2 separate regions of the Macaca mulatta genome follow, and region 1 is linked to region 2. A link is a contact called in public Hi-C data. All regions are on one chromosome and are shown on one strand. Each heading gives the region's core, a stretch centred on a gene start, on an enhancer-like site or on the middle of the called end of the contact. The rest is flanking DNA. Distances are from core to core; before and after follow the strand shown. Region 1 holds the start of FMNL3 (formin like 3). Region 2 overlaps FMNL3 (formin like 3).

Evidence for each region. Hi-C and Micro-C count contacts between places; a contact is called where the count stands out from the background.
Region 1: a contact with region 2 is called in a Hi-C map of CD4 T cells, with 3 times the contacts expected there. The contact joins the promoter of FMNL3 here to the enhancer-like site in region 2. A contact is called at or near these places in 9 of 14 Hi-C or Micro-C datasets (CD4 T cells, blood, cortical neurons and 5 more).

What each region holds. Positions count from the first base shown.
Region 1 is chr11:56,890,386-56,895,360 of T2T-MMU8v2.0, reverse strand. FMNL3 (formin like 3) reads left to right here and starts at 1,434. Exons shown (of 26, transcript XR_013401039.1): 1 at 1,434-1,801. LOC144332861 (a long non-coding RNA gene) reads left to right here. Exons shown (of 2, transcript XR_013401052.1): 2 at 771-1,090.
Region 2 is chr11:56,846,659-56,851,049 of T2T-MMU8v2.0, reverse strand. FMNL3 (formin like 3) reads left to right here. Exons shown (of 26, transcript XR_013401039.1): 5 at 2,938-3,021. Among named protein-coding and RNA genes, the nearest start is that of PRPF40B, 39 kb to the right of the region's middle. Within about 2 kb of position 1,484, at least 18 of the 40 cell types and tissues checked have an H3K27ac peak or open chromatin away from gene starts, as enhancers often do. A contact at or near this core is called in CD4 T cells and blood, where this site is marked.

The sequences.
Region 1 (4,975 bases), core at 185-2,684, 44 kb before region 2:
TTTTCTTCTGTCTCGTAGCCTTTCCTCTGCATTGGCTTCATTCTCAAGCAGGCTTGATGTGTTACAGGTGATGATAAGAGACCACCAGCGGCTGCAGGTTTACATTCTAACAATTTTGCAGCCTAAACGGAGAGAGAGTGAGTGCCTCTTTCCTGATTGTTACAGAGAAAGCCTTGGATATATCATATTGTCTGGGTTTGGGTCAAGTGACAATCCCTAAAACAGTGTCTAAGAGTAGAGGAGGAAAATGTTGTAACTGACTGGGCCTGGGTCTTGGGGCCCTTCGGAACCGGGGATAAAGTTCAGCTCCATTTAGACTGAGAAGAGGGGAGAGGTGGTTTCCTAAAAGAAAAGGGGATGCTATCACTGGAAGAAGATGGCGGCTAGACAACAAATGTCCACCGCATCATCAACGACCCACCCGCCGACTGAGCCCAGAACAGCGTTCTTCTCCCGCCTCTCCATTTTCACACGCAGCCAGATAAGCCTGTGACCATGGTTAAGCTCCTCTCCTCCTAAATGTCTTTTCCCTTGCCTCTGTCGGGCAAGGGCTTCCTCATCCCTCAATGCCTGGTCCAACCATGATCTCCCTCACCCCGACTCTTTTTTTTTTTTTTTTTTTGAGACGGAGTCTCGCTCTGTAGCCAAGGCTGGAGTGCCGTGGCCGGATCTCAGCTCACTGCAAGCTCCGCCTCCCGGGTTTACGCCACTCTTCTGCCTCAGCCTCCCGAGTAGCTGGGACTACAGGCGCCGCCACCTCGCCTGGCTAGTCTTTTGTATTTTTTAAGTAGAGACGGGGTCACCGTGTTAGCCAGGATGGTCTCGATCTCCTGACCTCGTGATCCGCCCGTCTCGGCCTCCCAAAGTGCTGGGATTACAGGCTTGAGCCACCGCGCCCGGCCCCTCACCCCGACTCTTAACGGATACTGTCTCTCTCCCTCTTCTGAGTATCCTGCTTGTTTCTACTTCTCTTGTAGTTTTGTACGCCATGCCTTGTATAATATTTTACTTACTTGTATACATCATGAGTTCCTTGTGAAAAGGTACGGCCCATTCCCGGGGTGTCCAGGCCAGCGCCTCTGGGAACCTCTGGGAACCGCGGTGATTCGATCCCGGCTGAGGCCGCCAGGGAGCGCTCGGCGCCCTGCACGAGGCCGTCAAGGGCGGGAGGACCTGTGATTGGCAGAAGCGGCCGTCAATCGGGCGCAGGCGGGTCGGGCCGGGTCGCCTGGGAGGCCTCTGGGAGGGAGGCGGGGCCTGCATGAATGGGGCGCGCGGCGGGCTGGCTGCAGTCGGCGCTCGCGGGGGAAGCCCGAGTCCCGGCCGGGAGTGGGTGGGAGGAAGCGACGTTGGGTGGGGGGGAAGGGAAAGAGCGCGGGGGGCGGGGAGGGGCAGCGCCCGGGCGGCTAGCCGAGCGCGGCGAGGCGGCGGGTGTGAGCAAGAGCCGGCTGCCTCCGTCCCCCTCGCTTCGGTGCGGCTGTCCGCTACGCTGCCTTCGCCCTCGCCGCGCGCCGCCTCCTGAGGGACTCCAGGGAACCACCGGCGACCCCGACGGGGCCGAGGAGTCGGGACTAGGGGAGCCGGCGCTGAAGGAGGAGCCTGGTCGGAGCCGCAGAGCCGAAAGCTCCGGGGCGTGGAGGTGGGGGGCCGAGGCCCCTGAGGGGGCCCCGCAGCGATGGGCAACCTGGAGAGCGCCGAGGGGGGCCCGGGAGAGCCGCCCTCTGTCCCTTTGCTGCTGCCGCCCGGCAAGATGCCGATGCCTGAGCCCTGTGAGCTGGAGGAAAGGTTCGCCCTGGTGCTGGTGAGAGCTGAGCCCAGCCCCTTCCCCCGCCTACCGCCCCTCAGGTCCCGACGCCCGAGCTGGGACTTTGTCCTGAGCCCCCGTCCCGCCCACCCTTTCAGTCGGGGTCCCGGACGGATCTCAGCCTCCAGTTTCTTCCCAGGAACCTCTGAGCAGCTGCTGGCCGGCCCGGACAGTCCCGTGGGGGATCTCGGGACCGACGCCTCCACCGCTGGACGCTTAGGAGAAGTCCCCAGCTCGGGACCGTCCTGGGAACCAGGCTTCTCCCTCCTTCTTCCTCCCCCTTCTGCTGCCCTTCTGCAGTCTCCCTGCTTCCTCGCCAGGCTCCCTGTCCCTAGCATTCTCAGCCAGGAGCCTCTCACGGTGGGGGGAATTCAGAAGCGCGGCCGGGTTCTTAGCAGGCTTCCCTGAGTGAGGACACCGCCTCTCCTGCGAACATGGAGGCTTCCCAGGGAGTGGGTCCCGCTCCCAGCCCAGACCAGATGTTTGGGGGGAGAGGGGGATAGGGAAGGGGCTGGCAGCTCCTGAAGGGGTGGAATAAGGAGTGTGCCATTCTGCTTATTTTCAGAACGGCCTGCAGGCATCCTGCTAAGTTATAGTGGATTTGCCTAAAAGGCTGAACATGTGGATAAACCATTTCACTGGGGTATTTTTCCAAGTGAAACAATACACAAACCATCCCGCCTCCTCCCCCCCTTTTCATGTTAAGCCACCGTGACTGGTTTGTGTTGTTTAGCCTGTGCTTTTTAGTCTTTCTGTAGATTTCAAACGGTCTGTGTAAATGGATTTTTAGAGCTGACTTTGGGATTCTTCTTTGGTATGGGAATTGGACATTGATGTCAGTGGCTCTATGAAGCGAGAGGTTCTGAGCTGGTATCACTGGGAAGAAGCCAGAGAAAATGTTGCCGCTGAAAATGAAGTTTTGCAGAGCGAAAACATTGGTAAACCGGGTTAATCTTTGAGAAACTTGGGGAAATAGTTCTCAGTTCCCCAAATAGTTATCTGAGAAGCAGTAATAATTCTGGCGTTATTGTTGGTATGGCCTGAAGGGCCGACTTTGCCTTTGCCTCTGCCCGTGAGGAGGGATAAGTTGTGGACTTAGCAGCCTTATTGGATTTCATCTGCCTTGGAATAAGGAGATTAGATCTGTTGGCAACAGTGGAGCTGTCTAGAGATCTTGGCCTCTTCGAGGGTAGAGAGCCTGACATCAGCCCACTGGTACCAGAGCTGGCTCAAAGAGGGTCTACAGTGTTCCAAGGGGAAGTGGTGTCGCTGGCACCTCTCTGCCTGCCAGCTCTGCAAAGGGCCAAAGGGATGTGGGCCATACATCCTGTGGCCCTCTGCATTTCCCCCAGCCTCCTCAGGGGGATCGGGTGAGTCAGTGATTACCAATGTGCTGTGACCATCTCACAGGCTGAGGAAGAGACGGACTTAGTGGCCTTGAGAACAAGAGCCCAACTGTTGGGGAAAAGAGTGGGAGGGGATCTGCACTCCAGTGGGGGTGTGAAAACCCCCAGCAAGCTGACACAAGTTAGCTATAGAAATTGGGGAGAAAGGGATGGGGTGAGGTGGATTGGGTGGAAGGCTGCCTTAGGTAGGCACTGCCAAGCCATTTTTTGTGAGAGCTCAGAACCAGAATCCATCATGTTCTCATTGGCCCTTGGTTGACCAATTTGTTTAGTTAGCAAACGAATGGCTTAATATTCACAAAATGCACGTGGTGTCCTAGTTAACCAGAGCACCAGGAGAACCCAGGTCAAACGGGGGACTGGACCACCCACTTGCCTGCCTGCTTTTCTGTATAAAATTTTGATTTGTTTTCTCGTGCCTTTTATTTTGGTCTTGTTTTTGTGTGCCTGAGCTGCTGCTGATGAAGGGTTGGAACAGGGCAGGCCAGAGCTAGTTAGTTGTCTCAGGAGATGAGATTTCACTTCAGTTTTCCAATACAGGGAAATTATCCCTTCTTGGGGATTTGAGTTCTTCTCTGGGGGCCCTTAAGTGTCCCTGTGTCCACTGTTCTGAAAGGTACCTTTTCTACCATGCTTTGGGAATAGTACTGACTGTGAGTTAGATGTTTGACCCAGGTACAGGCTCAAATGTATTTCCTGAACAGTCAGGAGAAGCATAGTGTAGTTGAAAAAGCAAGGACTCTGGCTTAGCAAGTATCTTAACTTCTCTGAGCCTAGACTTTTTCTTCATCTGTAAAGTGGAGGTAATCTTGTTCTGGTGAGATTGTGAGAATTAGGTGAGCCCCTGTATATAAGGTGCTCAATGTAGTAAGTACTCAGTAAGTACTCAATATAGATTAGCTTTTTTTTTTTTTTTTTTGAGATGGAGTCTGACTCTGTCACCCAGGCTGGAGTGCAGCAGCACGATCTCAGCTCACTGCAAACTCCGCCTCCCAGGTTCAAGCAATTCTGCTTCAGCCTCCCCAGTAGCTGAGATTACAGGCGCGTGCCACTATGCCTGGCTAATTTTTGTATTTTTAGTAGAGATGGGGTTTTGCTATGTTGGCCAGGCTGGTCTCAAACTCCTGACCTCAGGCGATCCACCCGCCTTGGCCTCCCAAAGTGCTGGGATTACAGGCATGAGCCACGGTGCCTGGCCAGATTAGCTTATTTTTGTTGTTGGCTTGAAACAGTCAGATAAGTTGTTCCTTTATCACCTTTTTCTTTCCCAGATTGTCAGCTTCATTATAACTGGTTTGGTTTTTTTAAAAAGCTATTTGGGAGGTTTGTTGAGGTGACATAGTGGTGTCCTGGTTAAGCATACGGACTTTCAAATCAGAGTGGATTCAAATACTGTTTCATCCATAGTCTTCGGTTAGAAGAGTGTTTGACCTCAAGCAAGCTACTTAATCTGAGTCCCAGTCTCCTCTTATACATGGGGATAATAATAGCATTTGCCACATGAGGTTGTTGTGTGGATTTAATGAAATTGGAAGTCAAATACTTAGCAGAGTCTGGCATCTACTATATGCTTAGTAAATGGGTAGCTTTTAAGTTTGTACGTCTCAGCAGTGACTCAGATCTGAGATCACTTGTGTTCCCAAAAAGGGGTTTTAAAGTTTAAAAATCTGATAAAACCAATTACCCTGTTGTGTATATCCAGTCTCAGAATATGGCTGCTGCTGTAAGCTGGAGGGCTTCCTCAGCCCCAGTGTGTCTGTGGAAA
Region 2 (4,391 bases), core at 235-2,734:
GATGGAGGGCCTGGCACAAATGTCCAGTGCTTATGAGTGAGCAGTGGAGGCCCGGGTGGGGGCGGGGTACCCAGGCTTCCTGACAGTGGGGTAGAGACAGCCAAATGACATCATCAGCCTTTCCCCTCCTGTCGTAGCAGCAGCCCTCATCCACCCCCAGGGCAAGCCTTCCCGGGGTTCTTTAGAGGGAGAGGACACCTGTGTGTGTAGCCAGTTGTAGCAGCAATCACAAGGGAAACAGCACAGGAGAGAACAGGAAAGGGATGGTTCCTGGCCTCAGTAACTGTGCTCTGGTGGCCCAAGTATGGCTTCTGTAACTCATCTGTGAATCAGACATTGAAAGCCAAGCCACTGAGAAAGGTGTGGCCAAGCCTCTTCCTTTGTTTGGTGAATCCTTCATGGAAGGACAAAGTGGCAGGGGCTGCTTAGTACCCTTGTGTGTGAGGGCAAGAATGACACCAGTGGCAACCCTGAGTGCTACCTGCCACCCGAAGCCACCTACCACTCTGCATTCCTCCATAGTCCCTTCTGTCACTCTCAGCCCTTCTGTCTTCTTTTTGTTTGTTTTTAAAGACAGGGTCTTGCTCTGTTGCCCAGGATGAAGTACAGTGACGTGATCATGACTCACAGAAGCTTCAGCTTCCAGGGCTCAAGTGATCCTCCTATCCCAGCCTCCCAAGTAGCTGGGAACACAGGCACACACCCATGCCTGCCCATTTTATTTTATGTATTTATTTATTTATATTTTGAGACGGAGTCTAGCTCTGTCGCCCAGGCGTGATCTCGGCTCACAGCAACCTCTGCCTCCCAGGCTCAAGCCATTCTGCCTTTGCCTCCTGAATAACTGGGACTACAGGCGTGTGCCACCACACCCAGCTAATGTTTGTATGTTTAGTAGAGACAGGGTTTTGCCATGTTGGCCAGGCTAGTCTCAAACTCGTGGGCTCAAGTGATCTGCCTGTTTTGGCCTTCCAAAGTGCTGAGATTATAGATGTGAGCCACTGTGCCTGGCCTGCCTGTCCATTAAAAAATTTTTTTTTTTAAGTAGAGACAGAGTCTAGCCTTGTTGCCTAGGCTGGTCTTGAACTCCTAGGCTCAAGTGATCCTCTTTAAGAATCCCAAAGTGGAGCCACTAGTACCCAGCCTTGTTTTCTTGATTAAGTCTTGCTGTAGTCATCTGAGGATGGGGGTGTGCTTTCATTGGGAGAAGGCCACAGAGCAGTTTATGACAGTCCCTGCTGCCTGCCTCCTCTACCTGATGCCTGCTCCTCTGGCTGCTGGCCAGGAGCTAGGTCCAAAGCAGCGTGGTTCCCAGGCCTGGGGCCTCTTGGTAGTTGGCACACAAGTTAGAGGTCCTGGACGTGGTCCTTTGTTCCCAGGGAATAGCTCAGTGCCTGGCATTTTAGGCATGCCTGCCATCTGAACTGCAGCTTCTCTGGGTAGAGTTATGTGGAAGGATCCTTCCTGGATTTCTGGGAAGCGTTTGTCAGATTTTGGGTGCTTCAGGGTGGAAGGAACCCAGGACAAGGTGGGGAGAGGAGGATCCTGCTTTGGTCACAGCCTGATCAGCCCCAGGGCTTGCAGAAGTTGGGTGTGCAGGAGCAGCAGATGGGAACTCAGGTTCTGGAGAGGGACAGGCTGGGAAGTGGGATTCCGGAGCCTCTCCAGCTCCTCTTTCCCTGGTTTGTATTGGTTTCTGTGCCTTGCCTAAGCACCCTTTAACCTCTCCTCAAAGTGTCAAGATCCCGAAATAGCAGTATAGACTCAGACAGGAAATGAGAAGGGGGTGGGGAGCTGGAGAGCAGACAGACAGGAAACGGGAGGCCTGTTGGCCCCCAGAGAGGAAGCTAACTTCAGGCAGCTCCGGTGTCAGTCAGCTTCAGCCAGGGCCTGCTGCCAAATCTCAGCTGGGCCTGGTGGTGTAGCTCCAGAGTCTCTCCGTAGCTTGGGGTGTGGCTGGCCAACATGGCGCTGGTTTTCCAGCTGTTGGGGAGAAGAGGCCCCGCACGGCAGTTTGGGCAGAGCTTTCCTATAAAGACCCCCAGAAATTCTGAAGGAGTAGAGCACTCTAGATTAGGGTTTCATCCTGAGCGTTTTATGTTTCTGCTATGGAATGAACCTGTCATATAACAGTTCCCTAGATTTGCCCTTGACTTTCATTCCAGGAATATCTCAGCCCAAAATGACTGAAAGCAGAAGGGAAAATAATGCCCTGGGATATGGTCCCTAGGTGCTTTGTTGTCTACCTTCCTGGCTGAGGGGGGGCCCACGTCCTCAGGTTGACTCAGAGTGGTCATAGACATCCTGGAGTTCCTCGGGTTCCTGATCACCCCCATGCTTTTTCAGGTTCTGACAAACTCAACATGACTAAATACAGAACTCCTATACATCTCTGTTTGCTCACTGCTTTCCAAAACTCCTCTCCTTAAACTTGGTAGAGAGTGCTTTGGCCCAGGATACTTCTGTTCCAGAGCTCTCCTTGACTCTTCCTGCTGGTGTCTTGACAGGCTTCAGTCAGGTTGGAGACTTGCTGGCTTCGGTCAAGCACAACTCTGAACACGGGCCTGTGGTAAATGCTCTTGATACTTCCTAAATTCTTCCAACAAACACTGAGCAAGGACATGTGGAGGGATGCAGAAAATAATTGAGCCAGGGTCTGGCCCTTAAAGAGGGAGTACTTGAGAGCTTGTTTGTCTAAAGCACCTTCGTGATAAAGCAAGTGGTATTAGAAGGGCCTGTACTTTCCCCATCCCTGGCTTCCCTGCCTAGGGGAAGTCCATGACCGTGGATGGGTCTGTCATGGGTTTTGATCTTCAGAATTTTCCTAGCCTGGTGCTGGGTTCCAGGAGGAGGAGGTGTTGGATCAGAGGCATGTCACCCTCCTGATCCTTGACCCACTTTAGCAGACCCCTTCCACTGTGTTTCCTTTATCTGCAGGTGGGTGCGGGAGTTTCTGAATGATGAAAACAAAGGCCTGGATGTGCTGGTGGATTACCTGTCCTTTGCCCAGTGTTCTGTCATGTGAGTACCACCCCGGGGCTAAGGTTGGGGACCAGTTGGGGGAGGACATAGTTCTATTCTGCTTTGATAAGGAAGGGTGAGAGTTCAACAATGAAGATGGAAATGGGAATCCTGGACAGGAGGGAGTAGCCCAAGCAGTGGTGTGGAAGTAGGCAGGCAAGCCCAGAGATGTCTGGGGATCAGTGAAGAATGGTACTAGGCTGGAGTAGAAGATAAGATGCATTTTGGAGAATAGGAGAGAGAGATGGAAAGGGAGCTTGGAATCAGAAGCCAAGGCATCCAAATGCCAAGCTGTGAGCAATCCAGGGAAATGTCCTGGCTTCTGGTAGAGATGCCTTGGTGGGATCCATTCATCTTTGCAGAGTTGAGTCTTCCAGAAGCAACTTTGGGTTTCCAGACGTGAGAGGGTTATTACTCCAGGTCATTGTTGAAGAACCCAGGAACAGTGAGCATGACCTTTTGACCTGGATAGAAAAATGAAGTATTCAGGAGTCTTTTTCTAGCAGGCATGGGGGCTTGGAGGCAGCCAGAGTGAGTTAGCACAGAAAAGGTGGCCTGGTATAGTGGAAGGAATGAGAGCTCTTGAGTCAGACAAAGCTGAGTTTGGGTCTCAGTTCTGTTATTTACTATCTGTGTGACTCCAAAGCAAGTTTTTAATCATCTTCTATGAAAGGAGATCCACATTCCAGGGTTGTTGTGAAAATTAGATGATGACGTGTTAAAACACTTAGTATTGTTTGGAACATACTAGGTCTGTATTGTGGTAGCAGATCTACTGTTAATTTCATTATTATTATTTAAAGTGGCATACCCTACCACAATTACCTGAATATATGGAATTACATAATAAACATAATGACCAACACATTTAGACTTATACCTAGGACAGGTCAGCATTAGGGAGACCAGTCTTCCCGGTTTGCCCATGACTGTCCCTAGTTTTCCCCAGCGTCCCAGGAAACTCCTCCATCCTAGGACTCAGCCCTAACATTTTTTTGAGACAGGGTCTTGCTCAGTTGCCCAGGCTGGAGTGCAGTGGCACAATCTCGGCTCACTGCAGGCTTGACTTCCTGTGCTCAAGCAGTCCTCCTGCCTCAGTCCTGCCTCAGTCCTGCTGAGTAGCTGGGACCACAGGTGTACACCACCATGCTTAGCTAACTTTTTGTGTGTTTTTAGTAGGGATGGGGTTTCACCATGCTGCCCAGGCTGGCCTTGAACTCCTGGGCTCAAGCGATCCAGCTTGCCTCGGCCTTCCAAAGTGCTGGGATTGCAGGTGTGAGCCACTGCTCCCAACCAGCTTCCACTTTTCTAACTACTGTCCTTGCCCCCTTGGCCATTCTTCTTTTTCCAGCAGGTCTTCAGAGTCATCT